2 separate regions of the Mus musculus genome follow, and region 2 is linked to region 1. The links are chromatin contacts, called in public promoter capture Hi-C maps. All regions are on one chromosome and are shown on one strand. The core of a region is the stretch at or near the end of the contact, and the rest is flanking DNA. Distances in the headings are between cores, read along the strand shown.

Region 1 (7,021 bases), core at 2,267-4,766:
AGAAGAAGAGGTGATCCCTGAGGAGGGATGATGTCCAAGATCTTCTTCTAACCTCTACATACATGTGCACACACACACACACACACACACACACACACACACACACACGACTATGTTCTCACTCTGTCTGTCTCATTGCCTTTGTCTCTGTCTCTCTGTGTGTCTGTCTGCCTGTCTTCTTATAATGACTAGCGAATACATGCAAAATTCAAGGTAGGTAAGTATCCAGGGGTCAAGTTCAGAAATTGATGCTTTCTTCAATTTCTGTTATACAATAGGTTTCCCTTGTGATCCTGGGGCAGTGGCAGAGACCCTTCAGGGACTTTGTAAAAATACGAGTTCCGGAGTCTCACCCTGGACTCGTTAAGGGAGGAGCTTAGCATCCTGCATTCCACTGTGCCCTCCACAATGACTTGGAGGCAGGCCAGAGTTCAAGAACCCTGGCTCCAGAGAGGCCTCGTCAATTCTCAAGAGACTCTTTAGACACCTGGGAACACACTGCAGCCTCCTAATCATGACCACTGCACACCACTCACCTCTCACAAAGCCGTTCCAAAGGGAGATTGGCTGAATGAGCTCTAGAGCCAAGGCTGAGAAGGGGGAATGCTGCACCGTGAAGACAAAGATGCCAAGCCTTGTGTGCCATCCTAGCATCCATCAGTTGTCTATAGATGCTAATCGTGTGTTTTGTAGACAGTGTTGGGTTAGTGTGCTGTATCACAGAGCATCTTAGTTGCCAACATTATAAAGGTAATAGTCTGAACAGCTGATTAGACAAACATACCGGATTTTGATACAAGACAAAGGGATCTTATATAGAGGAGATAAGGCCAAGCCACATACTACAGACAAGGTGGGCAGGGTTTCTTTATTGAAACCTCAACTTAACTTGGCCAAGTTGGGCTGAAAGGAGTCAGCACTGACCAGAAGTAATCAGATAATTATTATTCACTTCAACAAGGAAGTTCCTGACAAGCTTTCAGTGATTTTTCTAGAGTGGGATAGAGTTTGGTGATGGGCATGATTCCAACAGTTGCTTTTCCTTCTGCTCAAGCATTCTGCCACTGAGGTTTTCAGGCTGACAGATGGGACCCTAACCCAGGTAGTACAGGAGCCTTCCTAGTGCTGGCCTCACCACCCAACATAAACATACTGGCTTCATGGTTTGGCTTGGGCTTTGTGCTGAGGCTGATGGGCTGATGTGTGTGTGTGTGTGTGTGTGTGTGTGTGTGTGTGTGTGTGTGTGTGTTTATATTTGAGTAATACACAACCTGAGTTTAGAATTCTTGTTTAAAAGTATTTTCCTTCACTTGTAGGAGGGTAGAGCTCCGTTGTTAGACTCTACCAAGGCTGTTGAAAAGCCTAAAGCCAACCCCACTGCCGCATTGTTCTTTTATAGATGATTTGTTGTTTTTACCTACTTAGGTTTTTTCCCCTCTGAGTTTTCACCATGATATCTTCTGTGTTAGTACTGTTGTCTTGCTTTCTCTTGCTATGATAAAAGAGTCTGACCAAAAGCAACTTGAGGTGTATTTGGCTTACACGTCCCTATTACAGCTCATCAATGAGAAAAGCCAGGGCAAAACTCAAGGCAGGAATCTAGAGGTAGGAACTGAAGCAGAGAACATGTGGAACACTGCTTACTGGCTTGCTCTCCATGGCTTTGTCAGACTGCTTCCTTATACAACCCAGGACCACCTGGTCATGAGTGGCACATCCACAGAGGACTGGGCCTTCCCATAATCAATAATTTATATAGAAAATGCCCTACATACTTGCCCACAGGATAATCTGTTAGAGGCAATTTCTCAACTGAGGTTCCTATCCAGGATTGGGTCAAATTGACAAAAACTAAGCAGTGTATGTAGCCTCTGAGTAAAGTTCTCAGCCCTTCTACTTTACAGATACTTTCTTTAGCTGTATTTAATAAACTATTTAGACAACCTCTTGCCTTTTTAACTTTAGCAACTATATATTTTAAATATTTTCTGTATTTTATATTACATGTGTGCCTGAGTGTAGCTATGCACAGTCCCTAGCAACCATAGTTTTAATTTTTAAATTACTAACAACATTTTTTGAGGCAGAATCTCACTGTGTAACTCTGGCTAACCTGGAACTTGCTAGTAGACCAGGTTGGCCTGGAACTCATAGATATCCACCTGTCACCTTCTGCATGCTGGGATTAAAGGCATGGACCACTACACCTGGCAGTAATTCTCGTTTTTAAAAAATATCACTTTGTGCCTTTTAAAGTTTGGGGGTGATTTTTGAATTTCCTTATTGATTTTAAATCTGTCTCCTGATTGCTCTCTGGAACTCCTGGAAACCTGTCTGCTTCTGGGGCTGCTTGTTCTTGGCAATCAGCTTCACCGTGTTTTCTGGTCCTGAACCTATTGTTGCTATGTCTTTACCACAGAGAACTCTGTCTGGCCTGGCTTGAATGTGTGCTTCCAGGTAATTTTACACTTGCTGAATCCCTTAGGTTAGCCCAGAAATCTAAATTCAAAGTCTAGACCCAGGCCAAAGTGGAGGACTTCTTTCGACCCACGCAGTGTCCAAGCTAAAGACACGGGCTTTCTTTGTTTCACTGTTATTTTGACTCGTGTGCAACTTCACTGAAGCAATGGGCCCCTCAAGAGACTAGGTTTCCTGTCTGTTTCCCCTTCTTGTCTTATATCAGCACCAACAGCTCTTTCTCTCTATGCCCATTTACACCCAGGCTTCCTGCTCACCACAATTAATAGCCCTTCTTATCTTCAGCCCCACCCCACCAGGCCAGCTTGCCTTATATTCTTGCATGCAAGACCTGTGGGGTTTGGGGGGACTGTTTTAAAGTGCTTAAATCTGAATGTGGAAGGCAAGTGATGAATCCCCAAAGGTCCTTTCTGTCCCATTCTGCTGTCACAGGTCACAGTTCATTTTCCAGGTTCTGTTTTTACAAGTCACCCTTGGGCTTATCATTTAACTTCCCTGAGCCTTGTAGACCTGGAGAGAGAGAGAGAGAGAGAGAGAGAGAGAGAGAGAGAGAGAGAGAGAGAGTCAGGAGGTGGGGAGGGCTGTTAAATACAACCCACAGAGCTTTTGTGAACTGAGACAAAATGAAGTTCAAGTGTGGCCTGGCACAAGAACAGTTCCTCAGATGTAAAAACCCACCATCAGCTTCACTGGCCAAATCAATGCTGGTTATGTGATAGGCAAGCCTGGCTCCGGTGTCCTGCAGAACGTGTGGGACAAATACTGAGTGTTTGTTTTCCTTAGGAACTGTATGGAATGTTCTGTGTGAGGCCAGGATCTCTGTGGGAGGCCAGTCAGCCTAAAATGAGCTGCTCCAAGGCAGTGTGTCATGGAGATCACAGGGACACGCAGACCTGGCAACGGCAGGACTTTGTGCCTGGACTGCCCACAGACCTGTTGAACTTTGCAAAGGCAAGGGCAGTTCCTTTGAGCTGGGCTTATGACCTTTGACTCTATTATCTTTATATACCTGGTCCACTAAGCTATAAAAGCAGTAACATTTAGCATAGTCTCCCTGCAGCCTGTTCCTTCACAGTCACCGAACGTCCACATCAAACCAGAGGCCACCATCATGACGAAGGACCAAAATGGAACCTGGGAAATGGAGAGTAATGAGAACTTTGAAGGCTACATGAAGGCCCTAGGTAAGAGATGAAGGGGATGGGGAGACAAGGGACATTAAGAAGACAGTAGACTGGTCCTTGAGGAGGTGCTAGTTTGGGATTCACCAGAGCTGTGTGCAAACCCTCTCTCCAGAGTTGTAGCAGGGCAGAGTCAGTTAAGTCCCGGGAACTCTCTGAGGCTGTTTTTCTACCTAGAAATGATAAGTGTGATGAGGTTAGAATGTTCTTTGCACGGTGCGTGGCTGACAGAAAACACTGAACGGAGAATGCATATACATGTGTACATGTGTTCCCACACAGTACATGCATACACACACCACGACAGATATAGTCTGCCCTGAGAGGACAACAGAATCACTCTCCTGCCTTGTCATCACCATCTCACAGGTAACCCATTGAGTTAGACATCGCCACCAATGAATAACTCCTGCTTGAGTTTTCCTCAGCCTTCACATAGAAAGCACCGAAGGACCAGCCATCCAATTCGCTACCTAGAGACATTCAAGCTCTCAGAGTTCTGAGGGGGGCTTTTGTCACAGGACTCAAATCACCCACTGCTTATTCAAGTTCTGCACTGGGCTCCAGGCCAAGGGTTGCTAATTTGTTTATGTCCCGAGTCAATGACGGGGCAGGTCTGTAGGTCTCACCTGGTGTTGGCAGAAACATGTGATTTGGGCTGTACTTGGAAGAAGATGGAGTGAGTCGCCACAGGGGACCTCCAAAGAATGGCAGCAACCAGGCACTGGACAAGGAGCTTAGCTACTGAACTTCTTTACTGCAACAGCACACTGGTCACCTTTTCTACATTGAAATTCCCCACATCCAGAGTGACATCCCTGAATGTTGGGGAGCCATACAAGCATGAGAGAAATGACTGCATATGGCCACAGATAATTTGAATATGGTGGTGAGAAGCATCTATAAGAATGGACTTGTAGGGTCTTTTTCTGCAACTAAAGAAAGACAGACAAAAATCCTCTCATTAGAGCCCCACCTACTAGGGTTAAGATACCAAATCAATTTGGAAGGGGGTGTAACAGAACCTAGGCAAAAAGGAACTATTCCTGCCACACTCCTGTCTAGCAACATGAGTGGCTAATGGAAATGGATTTCAGAACCCACATATGTAGTCAATTAGAGCATAGTTCAGAACCATAATTTTGAACATTATCACATTGATAAGGTAAGTAAACACAGAGTGAGTACAGCCTGTGCCATGCCCAAGACTTCCTCTGTGAGGTGGGATCCAGTTCTTAGCATTTCAGGGCCTTAATTTTTCCACCTGCCAAATAGGGATAATGACACTACAATACAAATTGCTGTTTCTCTAATGGTGCTGGGTACAGCTGTGATTCTGAACAACGGAAATTCGTATCACATGGGCTATTTGGAGGCATCATGGTTTCATACATGTGCTAGACAACCCAGGCACATAAATGATTATCAGAAAGCAACTTGCCTTGTGCTGTTTGCTTAAATGATACCAATTCCAGGGCCAGCAAGATGGCCTAGTGAGTAAAATCTCTGGGTACACAAGCCCCAGGACCTGACTTTAATCCCTGAAACCCATAATGGAAAGAAAAACACCAACTCAAAACCTATCTCCTGACTTCCCCATACACACCATAGCACGTGCATGCCACCAACTCCCACACCTACCACCCATGCACATACACACAACGATAACACTCCACAAAAATAGTTCCTAGTTGACTTTAGAGATAACATCCAGGTCCACTTTAGTGTCTGGCCCCTTGGATAGACTCCCAAAGGCCAACGCCTCAGTCTGAAGGTGGAAGGCAAACATTGCCATCCTCCACTGAGGCTATTATCTCACCTCGAGAAACCCTCTCTCTACCTCTGGCTTCCTCTTTTACACAAGCTTGCACTTCAGTGGCCATAAGGAACTTACAAGTTGTGACTGTGACGTTTAGATATGTCTGGGTTGATGTGCCTAGTCCTTAACATCTGTTGCTTGCTGTCTCTTTGAGCTTTAGGAATAGTGTGCCCTCGAGCATCATGTTAGACTGATTTCACTCTAAGGAGCAGACTAATTCAACTCTTGGTAGCAGGCCTCTGCTGTGTAGAGGGGCATCTGGCACTTTGTGGACTGAGCTGACAACCACGGGGGAGAGCTCTAGCTAAACACAGAATGTGGGTGTCTTTGTGTTGCTTTGCCCAGATGCTGATAGAGTTCTCAGGGTTCTAAGGACTTGCCCTGCCTTGATGACACCACAATACTCTGCACAAAAATACCTCATGCAGACTCACTTTCCCAGCACGGAGGCAGGACACCTGGTTTCCTTCAACTACCCAAGAACAGGGTGGGGCTGGCAGTGATTAACATCAAGAGACTCAGCCAAAAGCAGATGAGGAGTGGCCACCCTGTCAGTCTAACCAGCCAGAAGCAGCTCCACTGATCTGTTTAATTTCTGACACACCCAACTTAAAGGCAAGATTGCTTTCCCAAGACTGGGAAATCAATGAGGCTTGCCTTTGGTGCCCTTTTGTGTACTTGGCATTTGAGATGAACATGGCAGAGATCTTTACAAATCCCCAGATGTGTATATACCATCAGGTGTGACATTGCTCTCTGCCTATGAACCATTACTTTCTAGGACTTTAACTCTGTCCATCAATGAGGAAACTGGCTTTCTCGGGGGGGGGGGGGGGGCGCTGGTTCTTTGTGCTGTAGGGAGGGAGACTTTGTTGCGATGCTGCCCTGAACAGAACCCTGGCTTTGTCAATAGCCCAGTGGCTCACTCGATAATGCTCTCCTCTACACATGACTCAGGTACTGACCTCAGCAGAATGACATGTCACAGCAACCTTTGAGTTTACCTCAAATTAATAAAGTCATTAAGAGCTCAAGGGTGAGTGTCCAGGCTGGTTCAGTGGTGCTTCTTCTCCTGCCTTGGGCTCTCAAGTCTTTGCTAGATTATCTCTGATCCTGAAGAAATCAGCTTTTTCAAGGCCTATCACTCAAGGGCTCTGTCATGCCCTGAAGTCCTCCTTTGGACCAGAAAACAGAGGAGTGGAAGAGACTTCTTCAATTCCAAAGAAGAGCCAGGCAGAGCTATAAAAAGATCACCTGACAGAGACAGGAGCAGAGTCCATCAACTTTGCCAACTCACCTAGCTGCCACAATGAGACATCAGCACCTGCTTCTAGAAGCAGTGAATGTACCATCTGCAGTAGGACCCAAGTTGCTCTGCTCTTGAGGAGATCAGGCAGGTGCGGAGCATCAAGATTGTCTCATCCAAATGCTGTGACTTTGTAAAAAACTGATCGTGTCTGAAGTAGGTATAGCCATCTAAGTACAGTCATCTTCAGTTATGTCTCATTGATGTAGGGTTGAGTGGATCTCCTTGGTGGTTGTT
Region 2 (7,021 bases), core at 1,727-4,226, 48 kb after region 1:
ATCAAGTCAACAACTCCCTTGAATGTAATATTCAGTCCAAATTTAAACCTCAGAATGATCTTATAGATTTTAGGGAAAAAAACTTAAGACTCTGTCAAAGATTTTGCCACACAATAATTTTGTTTCAATTATTATTCTGTTTGGTTTCTTTGTTTCTGTTTGTTTGTTTGTTTTCCTTATCATACTAGAATTAGAAACTAGTCCCTTGTATATTCCAGGCAAGAACTCAACTGCTGGTCAATAGCTATAATCTCTTTTAATTTATAACATCTCCATCACTTTCTACAAACACATCTTTGTAAGTTTGTGACTGTGTGAGGATTTGTGCACTAGAGTGCAATGCCCTTAGAGGCCAGCAGATGGCTTCAGATCCCCCAGCTGCCTGATGTGAGTCCTGAGACTGGAAATTGAATCCTCTACAAAAACAGTTGGCATTCTTAATGCATTCTTAACTGCTAAACCAACTCTCCAGCTCTCCTTCTGCCACTTTTGTTTGATGTTTTCATTGCATCCCTTTTATAAAAAGTACAGGCCAGTTCTTTTGTCAATTCTCTATTTATCAATATGTTTCATTGTTTCCAAATCTCCCAGCCTTCCAGAGTCTGGGAAGAGATAGGAGGATGTGTGATGTTACATGAATTATGAAGTAAATTAAGATTAGAATGTGTGGGAAGATCTCACAAGACCAAGTTTCTTAGCCTGGCTAGTAATAGCTGCCTACCTCCTGGGACCGTCTCCCTACAACTTTACAAAAGAGACATGACCAAGTATCCTATGTGGTTAGCAGGCATTGCCTATGGGAAACCCCCAAACAGGATTGAAAACACATGAAGAAAAAGAAAGAATCCAACTAGAAGGCAATTGACCTTAACTGGAAGAAGCTGAGAAATAAGAATATTAACTACATCTCATATGATAACCCATAAAATAAAGCATAGATCCACAACTCGTTACTGATAAACATTTTAAAATAATATAAGTAAGTGGAAGGAAAGAATAATGCTTTCTAATAGAAGAATGTCAGTTAGTAAACACAGATGAGATGACAAATATTATTTCAATTACCACTAGACACCATAGATCACACAGATCGCATATAAAATATACCAATAGATATTCAATTAACTGTTCACATTTGGAGAGAAACAGAGTATCAGGGTAGCCTCAGGTATCTCTGCCCAGATAGTTATGATTTGTAAAAGGTAAAGCAGGGAGCTAGGCATGATGGAATACACTTATAATCGCAGCAGAGGCAGGAAGATTTGGAATTCAAACCCAGTCTGGGCTGTATAGTGAGGCCTTCTCTCAAAAACCTAAAATAATTAAAAGGAAGGAAGGAAGGAAAGAAGGGGAAGAAGGAAGAAAGAAAAAGTTGTAGCTTCACAAACCTCCTTAATCAAGCGATCAAATTTAACTAGCACAGTAATGAAAGCCATTCAGGGACACCATTATGGAATTCCCATCCAACCCAGCACCTCCATCAAATAGTAAACAAACATCCAATAAACTTCAGCTTACAGTTATTCAGCAGTGAAATTGACTGATGGTCTTTAAAAGTGCCAAAGCCAAGAAAGGACTGACAGATTGGCTCAGAGAGGGAGCCGCCGAGGAGTCATGGAGGCTGAAGTAGCAGAAGAGCATGCTAAGGAGAACTGTTGAAATTCAGATGAGGGCAGTCGTGTAGTTAAAAGTATTAATAGCATTAACAGTAGCATTGACATTCTGGTCACCATGCTATGGCTGTGATGGGTATTACATTAGCGTTCAGGGAAGCTGTGGGTTTATGAATATCAATTAACATGGATTAATATTAATTAGCAATTTATTAATATTCATTAACTTTTCTGTGTTCAAAAAAAATAAAAAATAAAAACTTAAAAAAAACCACAGCCCTAGATGTAAGTGAAGTTGAAGCTGAAGGCTTGGGGGCAGGGGATACAGCTAGGCCTCACCTGTCTTCAGCACCTCCTCGCTCTAGTCTGCCAAAATGTCTGAATACCATTCAAGACACATCACCTTTTTAGAATTTTCAGTTCTTTTAAATTTTCATAAAAATAAGCATTGCATGTTAGCCATGCTCCCCCAATCCCACCCCTTGCCCCTTTCCCAATATGCATTTCTTCTAACTAAGCTTTTGGGTACATAAAGGTCCAATGAGTCTTGCCTCAGATATTTATGGAGGAGCACTGTCTATATTTGGGCTAGGATGAGGCAGACAAGACCTCTGTCTCCCTGGAGGTCAGAATTAGCCATCCGTGTCTTAATATAATGATAAAGACTAGTTTCTTAGTTAAATCAAGGTACTAAGGAAAAGAAAATTCACAACTCCATTTGAGAAAGGGCAGTCTACAGAGAAGCTTCTAGAAGTCCATAAAGCATGGCTCTGAAGCCAACAGGAGGAGGCACTAGACCAACTAAGAGAGGCAATATGTATGTGGTTGAGCTGAACTGGAAACGCAGCAGACAGCATCCAGAAGGCCCTGTTTGTGCGGCAGGTCCTCCCAAACATGAGAGGTGATGGAGGAACCTGAGGTGTCCAGTTTAAGCAACACTCCTAAGGCTGAGCCAGGGCACGTGGTCCAGCTGGGCCATGGACCTGGACAGTCCGGTGCCAGAGTCTGTGAAGGCACATGTATGCTCTCTGATGCCTCTTCCTGTGAGGACACACGGCCGCAGGAAGACAGGAGGGAGACACAGAGCCTGAGTTAGTCTGGACTTCTGTTCGGAAAAGCAACACGGAGGTGAGCAGGCAATAGACATGAATGACTACTCCGTTTTTTTCTCAGACTTGTCACTTAGGATCAGATTTCTGCCACGCCTTCCTTCTCATGTTACAGACGAGGATGGCCAGAGAAGACAGACTTCTGCAGTTTCAATTAGCAGGCAAGGTTGTAATCTTCTGGTTTATGGAGAGAGCCTTGAGCTCTGATACTATCTGCTCTGGGTCTCATCCTTAGCTGAGCATGCGCTGACTCTCCCTCCTACTTGCCCTCTACCTCGCTCTCCCTCCCTTACCCTCCCTCTCCCTTTCTCCATCTCTGCCTCCCTCTCACACACTAAGTTAATTATTTAATGCTCATAATATATATCTTGAGGATGGCATTTTGCAGCACTGAGCTTTAAACAGTGCGTGTTTAAATACATTTAATCCAATGAATATTTCAAGGCAATTAATCTCCACAGGGTGAAAGAATGATCAGATCTCCCAGCACATCATAATACTTTGGAATCAGCCGAGGGAATGATCTGCCGCCCCGCCGCCCCGCAGTGGGTTCAGGAAGATTCACTTAAAAGACTTTTAGAGCTGACTATCCGGTGTTAACCAGCAAGGACGTTGCTGAAGAGAAGGATTAAGGTGCCGCCTAGTGGTTGGTAGTGTCTATGCAAGGAGAGAAGGTGCTAGCATCTTGATTTTGAAGAGGACTCCTTTACAAATGTGTATATTTATATATACACTCACAAACCGACAGACACAGTCGTGCTTTACGTGAAATTTTGTGTGCTACATATGCTCATCCTTGTATGACCTGCTTGTGTGTGTGTGTGTGTGTGTGTGTGTGTGTGTGTGTGTGTGTGTGAACAAGAGTGGGTGAGAATTTCCATGGGTATGCTGGAGTGCTGCTGCTGAGATCTGGTAACCCTTCTCTGAGACATTATCATGTCTATCGCTGAATTTTTTGTTTGGGGAAATTTCCAAGATATGGTATTTGTTGTAGCCATGCTAGCCAACATTTTGAAGACACATGCACACATCCTGATATACACGCATAAATATTTACACAATCCGGTTTCTATTGATTTTAATGACAACTTGCCACAGATTAGAATCACCTGAGTAAGAAACCTCACTTGGAAGAGCTGGCTTGGTTGCCTTAATTGACATTGGAAGACCCACCCAGATTGTGGACCCAACCAATAAAAACCCAAATAAGAAGGGCGTGGCAGGGAGGATGCTATCTGGACTTTTGCTCTCTTGGCCTTCCCTCTTGATGATTTTGCCCCGTTGCTGTCATTGATTCTTCAGCTGATATCGGAACCAGTATTTCTGGGCTTCCATCCTGGACTAAGGACCAGTGGCTCTCAAAGAATGAGCAACTACCCTCTCCAATAGCAAACCATTGCTGTGAGGCTACCTGACTTCTGAGGCACCCAGTCTAAAGGACCTAGCCTCTACCAGGTTCTCAGCCTCTCAGGTGCAATTCTGTTGTTGCTATTTTAATTTATGTGCACGTAGGTGTGTGAGCACGCATAGACATATTCACGTCATTGACTGTTCTTCTAGAGCAGTAGCTCTCAACCTGTGAGTCCCAACACCCACAGGGGTTGCATATCAGATATCTTGCATATTAGATATTTACATTATGACTCATAAGAGTAGCAAAATTACAGTTATGAAGTAGCAGCACAATAATTTTATGGTTGGGGGCATCACCACAGCGTGAGGAACTGTATTAAAGGGTCCCAGCATCAGAAAAGTTGAGAACCATTGTTCTATAAGAACCCCGACTAAGGGGGAAAAATCCCACCTAACCTTGTCAGTCCTATGAGAGCTTAGTGTTTATTCATTCCATATTTCAGATAAAGAAAACTGAGGCTTGCCTGAGGTCACGTAGCTTGTCAAAATCAGGTCTGCTGGCCCCGGAACCCATCTTGCTAGCCTTCCTATTACACTGCCTTATGTTACATTCAGAGTGAACTTGGCTAGGCTAACAGTGTCAAATCAACTGATGGACATCACCCACCTACTAGACTCTGGTACTGTGCTTGGCACTGTTGGGGAACAAACACACACACTATGATGCCTAGTCCAAGATTGTGAAAGCTTTTCTTTAAAACTGGGCATGCTGGTAATGCATGCTGGTAAACTCAGTCCTCAGAAGGCAGAGGCAGGAGGTTTACTGCAAGTTCAAGGCAAGCCTGGTCTACTTAGTGAGTCCCAAGCCATTCAGGGCTGCATAATAAGACTGTGTCTCAAAAAAACAAAGCAAGCCGGGCAGTGGTGGCACACACCTTTAATCCCAGCACTTGGGAGGCAAAGGCAGGCGGATTTCTGAGTTCGAGTCCAGCCTGGGCTACAGTGTGAGTTCCAGGACGTCCAGGGCTACACAGAGAAACCCTGCCTCACCCCCCCCCCCAAGAAACAAAGCAAACAAACATACAAACAAAAAAGTCCCACTGGTTTCTTAATGATGTTATACAGTGTACTTACTGGCTGGTTTTGTGTGTCAAGTTGACACAAATTAGAATCATCAGAGAGGAAGGAGCCTCAGTTGAGGAACTGCCTCCATGGAGTAAGGTATTTTCTCAATTAGTGATGACAGACCATTGTGAGTAGAGCTATCCCTGGGCTGGTGGTCCTGGTTTCTATAAGAAAGCAGGCTGAGCAAGCCAGGGAAGCAAGCCAGTAAACAGCAGCCTTCCATGGGCTCTGCATCAACTCCTGGCTCCAGGTTCTTGCCCTGTTTGAGTTCCTGTCCTGACTTCCTCTAATGATGGACTATAATCTGGAAGTATAAGCCTAATAAACTCTTTCCTCCCCAACTTACTTTTTGGTCATGGTGTTTCATCACAGAAACCCTAAGACTACATAAACCCTAAGAATACATAAAGACTTCACTTTTTAGATCTTTAAAATAAATACAGATAACTGGGGCTGGTGAGATGGCTCAGGAGTGAAGAGCATTGACTGCTTGTGTAAAGGACTCTCAAGGACTCAGGTTCAATTCCTAGCACCCACATGGCAGTTTACAGCTAGCTGTCTGTAACTCCAGGATCTAACACATAATAGCTCACAACTGTCTCTAAGTCCAGGACCTAACACCTTCACGCCGACATACAGGCAAAACACCGATACACATAAAATAAACATAAATTTTAAAACATGATGTCAAAAAGATACAGATAACTGCAAAACATAGTTAATTTAGCAGAGCAACTTTTGAATATCAAGCATGTGGATCCTGCTCTCTCTGTCCAGCTGTACCGTACTGACAAGAATGAATGGTCCAGGGCTTAGGCATGGCTCCGTGGCTCTCACTGTACCAACAGCTCGGACTTTCTGCCTTCCTATTCCTGGAGATCAGGAAAAGTTTCAGGAGCTGGAATCGATGCAGAAGCTCTGACCAGTCCTAAGACTACCTGGACTACCTAGGACTGTGATGAGGGGCCTTCAGTATTCAGTGACACATATTCACTCTGTGGAAGTGGCAAGGCCATTCATGAAGCACACTGTCTGAGGGCGGGGGGTGGGGGTGCTAACTAAACACATTGAAGGATCCCACAACTTAGAGAAAGTTTATCTCCTGATCCTGGATGTGCAGACCTCTGGTCACAGCTACTTTGGAGGCTGAGGCAGGAGGGTTACGAGTTACAGTGGGATCCTGTTTCACAATAGGAAGTAAGGCTAAGACTAGGGACATAACTCATGGTAGAGTGTTTGCCTAGCTTGTGTGAGGTTCTAGGTTCAATCCCCCACACAGCAAGAAAAACCAACCAACCAATCAACCTGTAACTTTAGTGGAAACACTGGTGGAGTTTGAACAGAGCAACGGACATGATAGTATCATGCAATGTTCATTTCCTAGTTCTTAAATTGCTGTGCTGGTTCAAGATGTTAAAGCTGAAGGATATTTGGAGACTGTATTGTTTTGTTTTTTCTGCTAAGTCTAAAGACAGTTTCCAGGGACCCTTACAGTAGCTTCTCTATCTAACTGTCCTTTCTTCAACACCTGGCAACTAGCTGGGTCACAGTTCATATAAATTTGTCACTTCAGCCATATCAAGTAAGAAGCCCGGCAGTGTGTGACGCTCCAGGATGGTTTTCACTGAGCACGGCTGTCTGGGGGTTTCAGGTTGTCATTGGCATCCATAGGTCATAGATTCTAATTGCTGAGTCGTGTTCTGTGGTGTGGATGCCTCTGTGGAACTGCTCACCTGTGGAATGACAGCTGGGCTATTTCCAGGCTTTTACCACTCTTAGGGACAAAGATGTCATAATCACAAATTATGGGATTTCACGCAT

What was found. Promoter capture Hi-C pulls out the DNA fragments that hold promoters and counts their contacts.
Region 2: a contact with region 1 is called in a promoter capture Hi-C map of the HPC-7 cell line, with 5 times the contacts expected there. The contact joins the enhancer-like site here to the promoter of Rbp2 in region 1. A contact is called at or near these places in 4 of 39 promoter capture datasets (the HPC-7 cell line, embryonic stem cells, macrophages and 1 more), 5 of 484 Hi-C or Micro-C datasets (the HPC-7 cell line, epidermal suprabasal cells and uterus), 3 of 115 datasets of contacts at active chromatin or transcription factors (embryonic stem cells, large pre-B cells and pancreatic cancer cells) and 4 of 9 other capture datasets (adipose tissue, embryonic stem cells, liver and 1 more).

What each region holds. Positions count from the first base shown.
Region 1 is chr9:98,487,021-98,494,041 of GRCm38.p6, forward strand. It overlaps Rbp2 (retinol binding protein 2, cellular), which reads left to right and starts at 3,517. Exons shown (of 4, transcript NM_009034.4): 1 at 3,517-3,662. The coding sequence starts at 3,590.
Region 2 is chr9:98,535,600-98,542,620 of GRCm38.p6, forward strand. No RefSeq gene overlaps it. Among named protein-coding and RNA genes, the nearest start is that of 4930579K19Rik, 25 kb to the right of the region's middle. Within about 2 kb of position 2,977, at least 36 of the 459 cell types and tissues checked have an H3K27ac peak or open chromatin away from gene starts, as enhancers often do. A contact at or near this core is called in the HPC-7 cell line, pancreatic cancer cells and uterus, where this site is marked.